2 separate regions of the Gossypium hirsutum genome follow, and region 1 is linked to region 2. Evidence: chromatin contacts called from public Hi-C data. All regions are on one chromosome and are shown on one strand. The core of a region is the stretch at or near the end of the contact, and the rest is flanking DNA. Distances in the headings are between cores, read along the strand shown.

What was found. A called contact is a pair of places that touch in the nucleus more often than the background predicts.
Region 1: a Hi-C map of leaf shows a contact between it and region 2, with 2.1 times the contacts expected there. The contact joins the promoter of LOC107899444 here to the promoter of LOC107899437 in region 2. A contact is called at or near these places in 2 of 34 Hi-C or Micro-C datasets (both in leaf).

Annotation. Positions count from the first base shown.
Region 1 is chrD04:18,411,948-18,416,344 of Gossypium_hirsutum_v2.1, reverse strand. LOC107899444 (protein IQ-DOMAIN 1) reads right to left here and starts at 2,533. Exons shown (of 6, transcript XM_016825164.2): 1 at 2,189-2,533; 2 at 1,877-1,958; 3 at 1,493-1,792; 4 at 843-1,070; 5 at 218-337; 6 at 1-76. The coding sequence starts at 1,945.
Region 2 is chrD04:18,235,622-18,239,628 of Gossypium_hirsutum_v2.1, reverse strand. It overlaps LOC107899437, which reads right to left and starts at 2,315. Exons shown (of 5, transcript XR_001684683.2): 1 at 2,060-2,315; 2 at 1,423-1,490; 3 at 1,237-1,322; 4 at 609-656; 5 at 291-537. LOC107898219 reads right to left here. Exons shown (of 1, transcript XM_016823751.1): 1 at 3,917-4,007. The coding sequence ends at 3,917.

The sequences.
Region 1 (4,397 bases), core at 1,284-3,783, 180 kb before region 2:
AACTCCAACCCCAGTGCGAATTACTTGGATCCATAAATGTTTGATTCACTGATCTAGAACAGTTCTTCCACGATCGCTGTTAACAGAAAAGAAAAACGAGGGTCATTTAGCTCTGTAACAAATTTAGATTCATGATTCTACATTTGGATTGTAAATATGAAAAGCATTACACAGTTATCTACATTCTTGCAAACAAAAAGTTTGTAGAACCCGATACCTGGTGACAGTATGCATAAGCCAATGCTCTTTCCCTTTTCATAGTAGCTTCTTGCTTATTTTGTTGTCTTGCTTCGATCTGCTCCTTCGACTGTGTACTATCGTTCCAGTCTTCTCCCATCTGCAAATTACACGTTTAAACAACAAATCCGTAGATTCAACAGCGTTCATATACATTCTGCTTAAATAGTAGAAACAGTAGGACTTATAAGTAAAATGCTTCTGCTATCAGCCTTAAAAGGTTTTCCACAAAGTCCAAATGTTGGGAAAGGTAGTCTTTCAGTATGAGACAGGTTTCATACATAATACCACCTTCATTGTTTTCCGGAAGGTCGGATCTTTCACTAAAGGAGTTTTAAAGGTAGTGGAAAATACAACAAAACCGATCATCAAATGGAAGAAAATTACTTCAAAGAAAAACATGAGGGCTCAACCCTCTAGAAATTCAGTATTTGTATGCAAAACTCTAGAGGACAGATTGTGTTATGAGTTTGGTAAAAGGTACAGTAAAGTCCAAATAGGGTCAAGATCCATAAAAAAATGGTCCAAGGAAAGCCAAAAAGTCGAAGAAGATTTAGGAAATCATGAGCTCAAAGCATAAAATGTGCTAAAATCGAGGAACTTACGGGAGCTCTCAACTTCTCGAGCTCTTTCTGGCATTTCTGTTGAAGCTGGCGCTGAAGAGCCTGGTTCTCTTCTGACATTCTAATCCTCCTTGCAGAAATCTCAGACTGCAGACGAGCTAGAGTCTGCATGCATCTTAACGTTGTAGTTGCTTGGCGTTTGACGGATTGCCCTCTGATCAACGATTTCAACCTTACCAACCCTCTCAAAGCTCGCAGTGCCCTCCTAGCCTGAGAACTCAAATGCCATAACTCATAGCATGAATATGATTAATCGCTCACAAAACAAATGATTCAGGAGAATTTATGATTATACTACACATCACCATCACTCAAGAACACCTTTCGTAATCATCATCAACATAATTAGCCACAAGTAATCATCAAGAAAGGCCGATACGAACAAAATGTCCAACGATCATTTCAAAATCAATAACAACGTTCAATTCAAGCAATAGCACCGACATGGACGACAACAATGGAAAATCCAGTAAAACTTCATACATATATGTTTATATAAACAACAGGCGAACACAATGTATTTTCGGATCCTTCAAAAATGTTTGAATTCATTAAGTAATAAATAAGAACATAAAACATCAAAATTAAGCAAAAAGAAAAGAAAAGAAAAGGAATGATATATATATATATACCAAATATCCACGAAATGCTGTTTGAATCCTGATAGCAGCTATTTCCTCCTTTGACTTCCCCAGACGGCGCGGCTGAGAAGTGAGACGGACAACTTCAGCAGCCGCCTGAGCAGCTGCCACCGCGGCCTCGGCCGCCACAGCGGTTGCAAGAGCCACAGAGTAGGCATGTTTGCTTTGTTCGTTTTCAGCTTCTTTTAACTTTACATCTTCAGTTATCACTTCAGTTTCTTCAGGCACAGACACAGGTCCCAAATCTTTGCTTTTTCCGAACCATTTTTTCTTTGGCTTTGGAGTTTGGTGCTGAAATTAATTAAAAACAACAAATCTAAGAAAACCCAAACCGAAAAAAGAAATCCATTAGATTATGAATTAAATCATTGAAACCTGAGATTTCTTGGATTCAGGGCTCAAAGCTTTCTTCACAATAGAAAACCAGCCACCTTTTTTTCCCATCTGTAAATAATTCCTGTTCTTCAAGAACATGAAATTCAATGAGAATTAATATTTATAAAAGAAAAATGAATTCAATCTGAGAAATGAAGAACAACCCAGATTCCAGAAATAGAAGATCTTTACGAAAAAAAAACCATATCAAAGTTTCCAAATTTGAACAGTTTTATTAAGACAAAAACTCAATAAATACGTTCAAAATGAAAACAAAAATGTACCCAGGAAACTACTGAAAATTTACAATACCTTGGTACATAGAAAAATTCTCACAGATCTCAGTTAAAAGATTGATAAGTCACATTCTATCTCTTAGTTGTTCTTGTTGTGTACTAAAACAAAAATGCAGTAATTAAAAATCGAAGAGAGAGAAGTGGATCTAGGCAAAAAATAAAGCTTGAAAGAGAGCAAAAATGGCGGAAAATAATAATAAAAGAACAGGTTGGCATTTGCAGAGGATAACTAAGAAAAGTTGGGACCCAGCATGTCCCCTAGACCACTTTAAAATAAATTAATCAAAACAAGCAACAAAACATAACTGCTGCGGCAACACCAAGCAAGTACACTACAAAAAGTTGTCTTACTATTATTCTTGTCATTATTAGCGTTACTCGTCAGATTCCATTTAACTTATTTAGTCATTCCATTATTCCAAAATTCTTTAGTCATCCGTTTTTACTACCACAAATATAATTTCACATTTTTTAAAATTTAACTTTAATATTTATACATTGCGTTAATTTAGTCTTAATTCTATAAAAAATTATCCTCAATATTTACACATTTTATAATTAGATTTTTTTTGTAATTTTTTTTATTTGAGACATTGATGGTTAATTTTAAAAGAATGAAAAAAAAAGATGAAAAATATTATCTTGAATTTGGTATTTTCATTTTTGATATATTTTCGACTAAAATTAGTTGATAGATTTTCTTTTTTAGATTTTTAGGTGAAAGGGTCACAAACAAAAATAAAAAATTGAAAAAAAAACAAATCACTATGTGTAGACGTTAAAGATTTTATTTTTAGAATCAAAACTAAATTGATACAATGCATAAATGTCGATGGTTAAATTTGCTATTTACCAATTTTAAAAGTTGTCACGTCATCTTCTCATTAGTCATTTAACATTCGGTGATAAAAAAAAATTTAATAGTTGAGTAACCAAAAAAATATTTACCAATAATTGAGTAACTACAAGTGTAGTTTACCCTTATTGTTGTTGTTATTCCTGTTATTATTATTTGGTTTTTTTTGTAAATAATACAAATAAAAAAATAATAATATATTCTATGAATTATTTATTGAAATAGTATGAAATGAACAGTGTTATTTCGATTTATCCTTGAATCGTCATAGATAAACATTGGCGATTTAACTCCCAAGGCGTTAGAGAACTTTTTTCTCGACGAGTAGGGATAAAAAAATCTAAACCGTTCAATAGATTTCGAACCATTCTATTTTGAATGGAGAGATTTTTTTTTATTTAAAATGGATGCAGAACAAGTTGGACTTTCTTTTGACAATGGGTGTAATGATTATGGTAATTAATTGGCTCATCCCGTCCCACTCCACTATACAAAATTGTTATTTTACCTTTGTGTATATAATTAGTAAAAGAGTAAAAATATAGAAATGTGATATAGAAAACTCATATGTTTTATGTTTAGACATTCTTTTTGAAGAATTATCTTTAAATATTTACTTGCCTTTTAAAAAGATTAAAAATAACTAGTAAAAATTAAATCGAATCAAGATGGTACGATGTGAGGATGGATGCATCCAACGTCTATAGAGATTTTTAATGTTACACGTTCATAATGGAGTGGGGCAGGTGGTGGGGTAAATGATGCCAACAATAGAATGGTAATAGATTTGACAACATCCACCCTTGTTCTACTCCGTTGTCATCCCTATTAATGAGACCCTAACCAGACCCTTTTAGATTGAGAAAAAGGGTTTCACACTCAGGGGCAAATCTAGGAACTTTTTAGGAGGTTAGAATTGAATAATAAATTTTATAATCTATTGATTTATGGTTTCATCATTTTTTAAGGAATAAAACATCATTTTCTTCATTTTTGAGGGCCAAAAGTACAATTTTTCCATAAATTATCTTTTAATTTAATTATTTTATAGGGAACTTAAATATCAATTTTTTATTTGAAGGGAAAGGCCCCTGACACCCTTAGAGTCACATTTGTTCCCACCTTTAACACCCCATACCTAACCCGATCGTTAGGTTTGAGCTACGAGTTGTCACATCCGTTGTCGAAACAACTACGATAAACTAAATTCAAATTCCATTATTAAACAATTAGATACGAGTATTACATGCCTAAAACATTATATATGATCATTTTTGGGCCATATACATGCTTGCGAAAGCTCAATACTATCCCGGGGTCGAATCAGGACTAAAATGCAATGTTTTCAAAATTTCCCTGGCTTTTGTTG
Region 2 (4,007 bases), core at 1,066-3,565:
AAAATTACTAAATTTTAATAACATTAGTTCTTTTCATATGTGAAATAAAAAATCAAAACTCATAGTCCTTTGATCTTATGTTATTCAAAAACTCATAGTTCTTTATGTTATTCAAAAACATGAAGAAAACTCGACATAAATACAGAAGGAGCTGAGATCTGTAATCCCTTTGTCTCAAAAGCCATTTCTCATTTTATGTTATTCAAAAACTCATAGTTCTTTAAGTTATTCTCGTATAATAAATCGCAAATTCTCTACATAGCAAAAAGGATAAATAATTAACGACATGCTGAAGAAAAAAGAAATCCAAATCCAAGTGGAACGATACTGTCAATTTACATAATCTGAAAAATACATAAAAGAATGATAGATGTGTTTTGCAAGGAACATCAGTGTGAATACAGATACCTGTTTTTCCATTTCCTTGGTAGCGGAAAACAGATAAAATTTGATATCATTCTTCTGAATGTATAGTGCAAATGCTTGCAAGTTACGAATGTCGTTCATCATAAGATCCTGGATTCCCGGATGTTGCACCTGCCATAAGCTTGAATGGTCAAAATCACATAGACATATGAGGTTTTAAAATCATTTTCAAGGGGACTTACCTTAACAACAACATCGATCTTATCACCTCTCAATCCTGCTTGATGAACCTAATTCAGATACAAACATATGTTAAGGTATATCCACTAGATTCTTGTAAGCATTATCCTATTTTCAGAACCCGAGAACCCCGCAAAACTGTTAAACTTTATGGTAGCATTAAAACAGCAAATGTGTCATATCCTGTTGTATGTTGGCAAGCATGAAGCTTATTTAATGAAAATGCTCAGCCTTCAAAGATTTTATATGTTTAAATACATAAACCAATACCCTTCCCAGCATGCTCATATAAAACTTCAAGCCAGGTAAAGAAATGAAAAAGTAATACATGTGCGATTGATGCAGAACCAAGAGGATTTACATCAAAATTCTAAAAAATTTCACCGATGCTTCGACCAAACTCCTCTAAAACAAGTTGAACAGCATCAAATGTCGTAACATATATAGAAAACAACATGAAACAAAGAAGCACATTTCTATTAAATTATGACACCATCCTCTTATAGAGTTCTTTAATGAAGTAATTCAATAACTCATATCATACAAAATAACCTATACAAAGCCAATTTAATGCATTCGAGTCATGATCAATGTCAAATTATAAAACATAGAGAAAGATAATCCACAAACCTTGAAAATTGAAATCATCAACGAGCACAAAGCATTCCAGCAAAGGATCCTCAAGAAGAGACCTGCAATACGACTGGTAGGTTCCCCTACACACACACAAGTTGCAGAATCAATACAAATATCCACTGAACACAAACAAAAAACAATCAACCATACAAATAAACAATCAACAAAAGTAAAATTCACCTCCAATATAAAAAGATAACCTTATATCCAGCCTTGATAAAATACCTACAAATAATCGTTTTTTACGTCTGCAATATGCATGTTTAAATGTTAAAATGTTTGGAAATCAACTAGTAGAAATCGTAAACTTCCAGATTGCTTACTTGCAAAATAAAAGCAAAATGAAAAATTAATATAATTCCAAAATAAGCAACAAGCCAGTTGCGAAAATTTTACAGATCAAGAAACATATAAGTAAAATTCAATGGGAAACAAGAAATAAGTCTTGAAACAAATCAATTTTTTTCTGGAAATCTTGAATTTTTTTTAAATCTAGAAAAAAAAACATTGTCGAATTAATGAAAACTTGGGGGAAACAAAAAGAAAAAGACCTGATAAAATCAAATTCTTTTTATTTCTACAAATTTTTTGGTTCATCTAAAAAAGCGTTGGCAGAGTAATAGTTAGGGGAAAACAAGTTCCAGAAAAAAAAACAAATTTATTTTTTAAATCTTCACTTTTCTTTGTTAATCTGGGAAAAAATCATCCCCAAATTAAGCCAAATTCAGGGAAACAAAAAATCCTCAAAAAAAAGTAAATCTTTTGAAGAGAGATGAAGATGAAGAACGAATAATATGAAAATTTTAACATAACTTACCTTTAATCAGGATGAACAATCTGAAGCGGGTGAGCTTATGCATATCGTTGATTTCAACCCAGGTTTCAATTTGGGAAAATAATTGGGGAAAGCAAGAGGGGACATTTTGGTCCAGCTATGGTTTCATTTTCATTCCATCCTGAATGGAATCGCAATTCTTAACCCATGTGACGGAATGTGTATTACGAGCCTTCCCGTAATACAGTCGGTTTCCATTACCGGCCTATTCGCAAATACCCCCAACCAAACAAAGTAATAAATTGGGCCTACCGAATAGACAAGTAAAAGTTATGGGATTACACTCAACCAAACATGATATAAAGTTGTTATTCCCATAGAAATAGGGTTAATTTAGAGCCCATAGCCATATAATCTACTTACAAAGCATTTATAACTTTTGACACTTTACACGTGCTTTTCTAAGATTCATATTTGTTTTACATTAAAGGTGAGTTTGGATGGACAGTGCGTTTATCTGCGATTAGTGTAAAAATAGCGGTAGTGGTGAGATTAGATACTGTAGCGTGAGAAAAAAAGTAAGTAAATGCGCCACACCGCACTCAATCGTCCATCCAAACTCACCCTAAATCAACATAGCCGTCTACCATGAACTTTTGAGTTCATGGTTCTAATGATTAAAAAATTATAATAAAAAATATGAATATCATAATATATTTTTCAAAAGATCATAAGAATCTATAATATCACACTATATGATATTCTAAATATATCGCATGCATATCCTGACTTCTAGTAATTTTATGAGTAACCAATGAAGGAAAAAAAATTGATGTGAATTATAAATCAAGAATTACATTCCAATCATGCAATTGCCCAATCAACAATCTCATGTTATATATTCAATCTAAATTATTAAGAAAACTTTAAAAACTTAATTCATAACTAATCAAAACTAAAAATTTTAACATAATTCCAAATACTCCTAAGAACAAATTAATCTAAAAACATTAATTCTCAATTGTTAGAACTGTAAAAACAAGATCTAATATAAACTTAAAACTATAAATCAGGATCTGTTATGTCAAATCACTTAAAACAAAACTAGATATGGAAGCGTACCTAAGTTCATTGATTTCTTGAAATCCAAATTAGCACACAAGAAATTTAGAGAAACTAAATATGAAATATTAGTAAAGTTATCTGATGTGTAATTTGGGAAGCATAGCCCTAATATATAACTTTTGCATATTAATCCTAATTTCTAATCAACCCATCATTAATTAGAAATTAGTTATTAGAATATTTACATATATTTGACTCATACTTTATTTAATAATTAAAATTCGATAAACCTTAATCAAATTAGATCACTATTAAATTGGGCTAATCTATTATGATAGTAAATAATAACTTGTTGATACGAACCCACCCAGGGACTCAGCTAACTTCAATCGAGATCCAATCAAGCTACAAATTAGTCCAATTAATCGAGCTCGATCCAAGCATTCAAAGAAGCAAATTCGGCTTTGGTGGACAGATTTGGAAAAAGGCTTCCACCGATCGAGCTTGGGATTGCTCGTCTAGATCCTTTGCACTTTACTTCAAGCTGATTTGCCATTTAGCTAGCTAAACTAGCTGTTGAATAAGTTTCAAACATTCTTGATTATTTCGGTTTAATTAGCTTTGTTTTAAGTTTCTACAGCTTAATTACATGTCTGATTGATTTGTTTATAATTTTATCATTATCATTCGGTCATTATTTTGTCTTAGCATGCTGCATATTTAAGTCATTACATATTTAATTCATGTCATTGATGGTCCATTAAGCATGTCCAATTTCAGACAGATTTATTACATATTTATTATTTTTTTGAAAAAAACCCGAAGGTTAAAACTTTAATTGATCGCATCCTTTAAAACAAGATCATGGATCTCCGTCGGAAAATCCATGTTAAAATCCATACAACTCTTGTTAATAAAAGCCCAT